Linked DNA regions of Triticum aestivum: region 2 is linked to region 1. A link is a contact called in public Hi-C data. All regions are on one chromosome and are shown on one strand. Each heading gives the region's core, a stretch centred on a gene start, on an enhancer-like site or on the middle of the called end of the contact. The rest is flanking DNA. Distances are from core to core; before and after follow the strand shown.

The links. Hi-C and Micro-C count contacts between places; a contact is called where the count stands out from the background.
Region 2: a contact with region 1 is called in a Hi-C map of leaf, with 2.5 times the contacts expected there. The contact joins the promoter of LOC123045864 here to the promoter of LOC123045862 in region 1. A contact is called at or near these places in 3 of 5 Hi-C or Micro-C datasets (all in leaf).

What each region holds. Positions count from the first base shown.
Region 1 is chr2B:531,118,690-531,122,172 of IWGSC CS RefSeq v2.1, reverse strand. LOC123045862 (phosphoglycolate phosphatase 1A, chloroplastic) reads left to right here and starts at 1,774. Exons shown (of 11, transcript XM_044469084.1): 1 at 1,774-2,142; 2 at 2,245-2,312; 3 at 2,419-2,511; 4 at 2,610-2,681; 5 at 2,789-2,860; 6 at 3,047-3,106; 7 at 3,187-3,239. The coding sequence starts at 1,881.
Region 2 is chr2B:531,292,809-531,296,096 of IWGSC CS RefSeq v2.1, reverse strand. LOC123045864 reads right to left here and starts at 1,823. Exons shown (of 4, transcript XM_044469087.1): 1 at 1,477-1,823; 2 at 485-753; 3 at 1-182. The coding sequence starts at 712.

The sequences.
Region 1 (3,483 bases), core at 525-3,024:
AAAAGGCAGTGCTTATGCCGGTTCCTCAAAAAAAAAAGTTAAAGCCAAACTTGCTGGAGAACGTATCCTGTGCACCGGCCAAATCTGTGCACCAGGTGTACCAATAGGTTTTGGGCCATTAGATAGAAATGCAACGTGACAGAATTTGCCATACGTTGGACCATACTATAGTTACAGAAGCAACCTTATGGTTTATTATATTTGACCCACACTGCACATCACATTCTTCCATCAATAAATTTATGTGTTTAATTTTTTGGCCCATACACAAAAATGGTTACATGCTTTGAACTGAATACCCGATTTTTGAATCTGTTTTGATTGTCAACTTTGTCTTCACGGCTCATGTGATCTTTGAAACAAGATCAATGTTGAATATGTTGTTCAATTATTAGTTCTGTACATTTTAAAACTTAAACTTCACTTGAAATTTAATTTAAGCATGTGCACATGGGATCGACGTGTGGAGGGAGAGGCAGAGTTTGAAAACATATAAAGTACATCTAAGTTTCAATACAATACATATAAATGGTTTTTTGTGGGGACAAAAAATATATATGTTACGGTGACATTAAAAATAAAATAATAAAAAATAACATTTGGCATTGATCTTGTTTAAACATCTTGTCAAAACAAAAATGGTAGTCAAAGACATACCAAATTCGGATGTACGGTTCAACATGTATGAGGATATTTATGTTTTGAGAATGAAATAAATAACACCGAGTTAATGATGGGCGAGGAAAGAGTGGAGTACGGATTGTTTTTTGACATAGTATGAGGTCTTCTCTGCAAATGTTTCACCAATCCATGCTTCAGCCTACTTCAATCCTTCCGATATGTATCCAATGGCTCGGGTGTACCTGGTGCATCCGTTGCATCAATTGAGCAGGTGCACAGGATACGGTCTCAAACTTGCTCTCCACCTCCAATAACCGAGCTAGTAGGGTTTGCACTATACACCGCGTCAAGGAAAGGATACAAATTCGTATGAAATGAAGGTCTGCTGATTAGAAATGGTTCCTCAAGTTACGAGTCATCACTTCGTATTTCTCTTTGCCCGCACCCAACAAAGATTCTAAACTGATATTCTCCCATTACATACTCCCTCCGTCACGGAATATTTAGGGTGTATTAATTTCCGTGTAAGATAAACTTATATATGTTTGACAAAGATTATAAAATAAAATATCAACATCTACAATACAAAGCAACTAAAATATGAAAATATTTTTCATGGTGGATATAATGATACAAATTTGAAGTGAGGTCATGGATTCAAGTCCTGGAAACAGACTCCCCCTTATATAACGATACAAATTTGGTACTGCCTCTATTTCATCATATAAGAGCGTTTTTGACACTACACTTTGTAAAAAACACGCTTATACTATATGATAAAGGGAGTACATCCTAACACTGCTTTAGTACAACTTAATCGGAGGGAGTTCATCGTATCTAGATAAATTCAAGACAAGTATTTTGGGACGGAGCTAATATTCTACAAGTATCTGCTATGATGGATAGATAGCAAATGTGGACATTCGATCCAAATGGCATGTCGAAGTCTAATTTCAATCAGTTTTCTCTAGTTATTAATTCGCGGTTTCGTTTTCCCCCAACCTTCGTACTAGTGCAAACACTATCTCGAACCACAGCCACAGCAACACTAGCCCACGCCACAACCCCAATCCCTCCCCTTTGCCTTGCCAGCCACAAATCCGCAAGCCATGGACGCGCCACACCAACCAGCCGGCACACGAGAAATATTCATCCATGGCACAGCCACATAGGCATATACCGTTACATCGCCCAAACCGAGACCACACCAACCAGTCACCCGATCTCCAAAGGAAAAACATACTACCATCGAAGCAGAGATGCTCCTGGCTCGCGCCTCCCCCAGCTTCCTCCCCTCCACCTCCACCTCCTCCTCCGCTACCCCGTCGTCGCAGGCGCTGCCGCCGTCCGCGTCCTTCGGAAGGAGCCTGCGCACCGGCGGCAGCCTAACCGCGGCATCGCCGAACTGCACTGTCAGACGGCCCGTGATGGCGGCAGCAGCAGCGGCAGTCCCTGCAGCGAAGCTGGAGGACGCCGAGGCTCTTATTGACTCTGTAGAGACATTCATATTTGACTGCGACGGTGAGATACTGATCGATCGCTAAGGTTTAATTACCAGTTTGCTGCAGCTTTTCCTGAATGAGTTGGCTCTCTTTTCCTCGCTGTCGCTGTTGTTGTGCGTAGGGGTGATTTGGAAGGGTGACAAGCTGATCGATGGCGTGCCGGAGACGCTCGACCTGCTCAGATCAAAGGTCTGCTGTGGACCGTGAATGGCTCTGGTAGATTCGTAGAATGGATCATCTTCTCAAACTTCCTATGGCTTCTTGCTGATTTCATCAAGCTTTTGCTGTGCTGCAGGGCAAGAGGCTGGTGTTCGTGACCAACAATTCGACCAAGTCGAGGAAGCAGTACGGGAAGAAGTTCGAGACGCTCGGCCTCAGTGTCAACGAGGTAGTATCCATTCCTGCCATGAACTGTTGTCTCTGTCCATCGATCAATTTCCTCTAGTGCAAAACGAACTTGACGAGGAATGGACGATCAATGCGCAGGAAGAGATATTTGCTTCGTCCTTTGCAGCTGCTGCGTACCTGCAGTCCATCGATTTCCCTAAAGACAAGAAGGTAGCACACATCAGTCACCATCTTCAGAAAATGTGACTGCATTGCATTGGTACACATGATTTAGCACAAAAAAATCAAGCGCAGAGTTAAGTATTTCTACGGTCCAGGTTTACGTGATTGGAGAGGAAGGGATTCTCAAGGAGCTGGAGCTGGCTGGCTTTCAGTACCTCGGTGGACCTGTATGTAACAAAGAGTGACTCCTTTCTCTTTGATATTCATGATTAGTTAACATAACTGCAATTTAGCATGTTAGCTTGTGGTTTAGCCAATGTTGCATGCTAATCAGCATCAACTGATTTGAGTGGATGAGAGTGAGACTTCCGAAAAGCTTACCGGACTTACATTATATTGCCGTGCTCATGCAGACAGACGGTGACAAGAAGATTGAGCTGAAGCCTGGCTTCTACATGGAGCATGACAAAGATGTCAGTATGATCATTGTTCATCTTCTGATCTTGAGTTACGAAGTGCCACCACTACAGAAATAAAATTTGGATTTTCACAGGTTGGAGCAGTGGTAGTGGGATTTGATCGCTATTTTAACTACTACAAAGTTCAGTAAGTACATTGCCGTTCACTCCTCTCGCCTTCAAAGTAATGAACTTAGACAGCAAAAAAGACAATGAAAATAAGGATGGATATAAATGATTAAATTTAGATGTGCATTTGATTGCACACTGAAAATACACTCATTTGATTAAACAAGTGCAGAAGCAAGACCACATGCTAGCTCTTTATAATCTACTCCCTCCGTCCGGAAATACTTATCGGAGCAACGGATGTATCTAGACGTATCTTAATT
Region 2 (3,288 bases), core at 574-3,073, 170 kb before region 1:
AAAGATTCGTCATCTGGGCCATCAGGACCACCACCGCTGCCTCCATAACGGTTATTATTCCCTCCATTTCCACCAGACCCCTGTCCTGTAATCTTAGCCATTTGCTCCATCAGGAAGCCTTGTATAGACTGTTGCTTTTTTGCTCCATCCATTGCTTTGTTCAAAGATTCCATAGAGAATGGCTGAAAAGAAAGCAACAGTAAATGTAGCAGATGATTCCACATGAGCAATTGTTCCTAACAACCTTGATGTGTTAAATATGCTTGGTGTGTAGCATATCAACTGCCTAGCACACCCCATTTTACACCGTATCACTATTTCCCAAAGAGGAATTCCTGAAACTAAAGCATTCCTACAACATCAATAAGAAAATTCCATTGTCCCAAACAAAGTCAAACTTGACAAATTTGCTAAGCTGCAAGGAGGTTGCAAGTTTCCAATAGAAAACCAATCACAAAGTAAGAAAGCTGTGAATGCTACTTACATCAAGGTTTCCCTTCCCACTTGAGGCATATACAGGACCAAGCCTCTTATGGCAAGCAGCAACAACAAGCCTTGGATATACTTTCTCTTGCAGCTTGCAAGATCTAGAAAAATGTTGCCATACAGAATGATGTTGAGGAAGTATTCTGCAAGTTCTCCCAAGGCCTAATGGTCTGTCCAAAGTGAGCCCACCAAGAGGCTTGTACGTTGTAGCTTGGCAGTAGCTCATGTTTCCAACTTCTTGAATTCTAGAATTAACCAGAGCCAAATCTGGAGGTTAAAAATAGGAATGGTTACATACTGAATTAGGAAGAAGAATGTCAAATATCCACAACCCTACAACACTAGAACAGTATCAATTGAACTAATCTAATTCAAAAGAATAAATTTCTCCGTTTTGCATAACATGTAGTCAGTGCTCAAGATGATTCACCAGAAGTCACAATCTTGCTATAGAACGAATAGGCCAGCGCAATCCCCTAATGCTAAGAGGTACGAACTAAACTAAGCATGTATGTTGTCAACAATTTCCCAAACAATGAACTGAGTCTGCGCGAAAGGATTTTGGGCAGAAGAAAAAGGAATTTCCAGGTAGAGCAAAATTCCCGATGTTCAGAGAGGATTATGATGGAGATCAGGTGAAGCCTATGAGCCCCACCTGAAATAAATTTTATAGGAATTCTAAGCCTGCAAATACAACAGCCAGCCGTTATGAGATCACACTTTAACACCAATGCAGGCTGAAGTGCAGCATTCTACCCTTGTATTCCCGATACTCTTTAACATGAATCCTGGTAAAATTAAAATGTACGTGCTACCCAATAAGCAGAAAATCATGCCACGGGCAAAGCAAAGCCCTACAACGTACAGCCCATAGGTTGACAGCCAGGCGGCAGATCTAGATGGTGTGCCGGGTGCGCACCAGGACACCCGGAAATTGTGAAGGTCAGTAGGATTAATCTAATCGCTGGAGTGGAGGGTAAAACCTCATACCTCAAAACCCAATGGCCAAAGACTGCGGACGGGGTGGATACAGCAGGAACACGACGTCCCGGCGAGGAAGAACGGTGACGGCGGATCGTGTGGGGGCGGAGGCGGGATCGAGGCGTCAGCTGTAGCCTGTGGGATATGCTACAGAAGAGATTCAGAGCCGCGTCGGTAGGTCGGGAGGACTCGGGAGGGAGAGGAAAAAAAGGCACGGGAAGAGGAGTAGAGCTCGGCTCCGCCGCGCCGCGCCGCGACGAGCTCTCCGGTGGGCGGAGAGCGGGGACTGCGGAGGGAGGCGGACTGGGGAGAAGAAGGATTGGATTGCGTCGTCGGTTTTTTTCCGCTACAGAGGGGGACCCTTTTCGTACAACCGTACTGTACAGTGTACTAGTACAATGTAGCCCGTTTGGGCTGGTTGGTTAGTTCTGGGCCTACTTCACGCCAACAGACCAAAAAAAATCTATACTCCTATATAGTGTCCGAGTAGCACTTCATAAGAACCGTTGGATCTTTTCAATCGAACGGCTCATATTTAACATCTTGTGATGGAGGACTACGTGGCCACATAGACATCGTTGGATATATCTATCTGACGGCCCATGTTGCAAGGATTCGCTGTGGGCTCCATCCCCGCTGCCTATCCCTGTGCGCACGTGAATCTGCCGTGGCTATCCAGAAATTTCCGGCGAACTCCCGTAACATGCAGAGTAGAGCAGTGCTAGCAAGCTAGCTAGGCATCACGATGAGAGAGTGGGAAAAGGCTGCAATGGTGCAGTCACAACAATTTAACTGGCCAGAAAATAATAAATAAATAGATACACAATACGTGTTACAGTTGAATAGATTTTACTTCCTCTCATGTTCGTATCAGAAATATTATTACCTTTTCCTTTTTGTTTACCAATATTTTTTTGTGAACAACTCTGATCAACCAAACGGACATAATCAAGGCTTGAGTTATTGTTTCGTGACTCTACTCATCATATTTTAAATTATACTTCCTTCGTTCCTAAATATAGGTCTTTTTAGAGATCTTAACCAGTGACTACATACGGAGTAAAATGAGTGAATCTACACTCTAAAATATGTCTACATACATCCGTATGTGGTAGTCCATTTGAAACCTCTAAAAAGACTTATATTTAGGAACGGAGAGAGTAGTATACCATGGTGCTTCTTGAAAGTTTGTTTTAAACTTAAAAAAAGAACGGCTCAAAAAAGAACTTTAAAAAACGACAGAGTTTTTAAAAGTTTGTTTTAAACTCGGAAGATTTATTTTTTTGAGAAACCTCACCAACCTTTGTTTATTCAAAGTGATGTCCACAATTACAACCGTTGGGTCACGAAGATTGCCCAACCACACATGTTTGCCTATAACAAGATTACAGACAAATTTGGCGAGATTATCGGCCTTGAAATTGTTGTTTCTACGTTTATGAATGAAACTACAAAATTGAAAACAAGCTTTACGTTCTAATATTTCATGTATAATAGCACAATGGGACCTTATCTCCCCTAAACACAACAGATGGGAGAAACTAAATGAATGGCACCCCTTGCGCAAGCTCCTTGGTGGTCTTTTTTGGTGGCCTTAGAGCGCGCCAGTCGCCATGTGTCACGTGTTGGGCGCTCCCTCGAGATTTGGTTTTCCTACTTACTTTTGTACGCGCTTTCGTGTTTTACCTGGGGTTTTTTTTGGGGGGGGGGGGGGGGGGGGGGGGGCTTTTCAGTTTTTGCCTGATCTTCCTTAGGTTTTGGAAAAAAAAAATGTGGTTTCTTCTTTCATGAGAGGCACATATTTGCTTCTCGGGGAGGCAC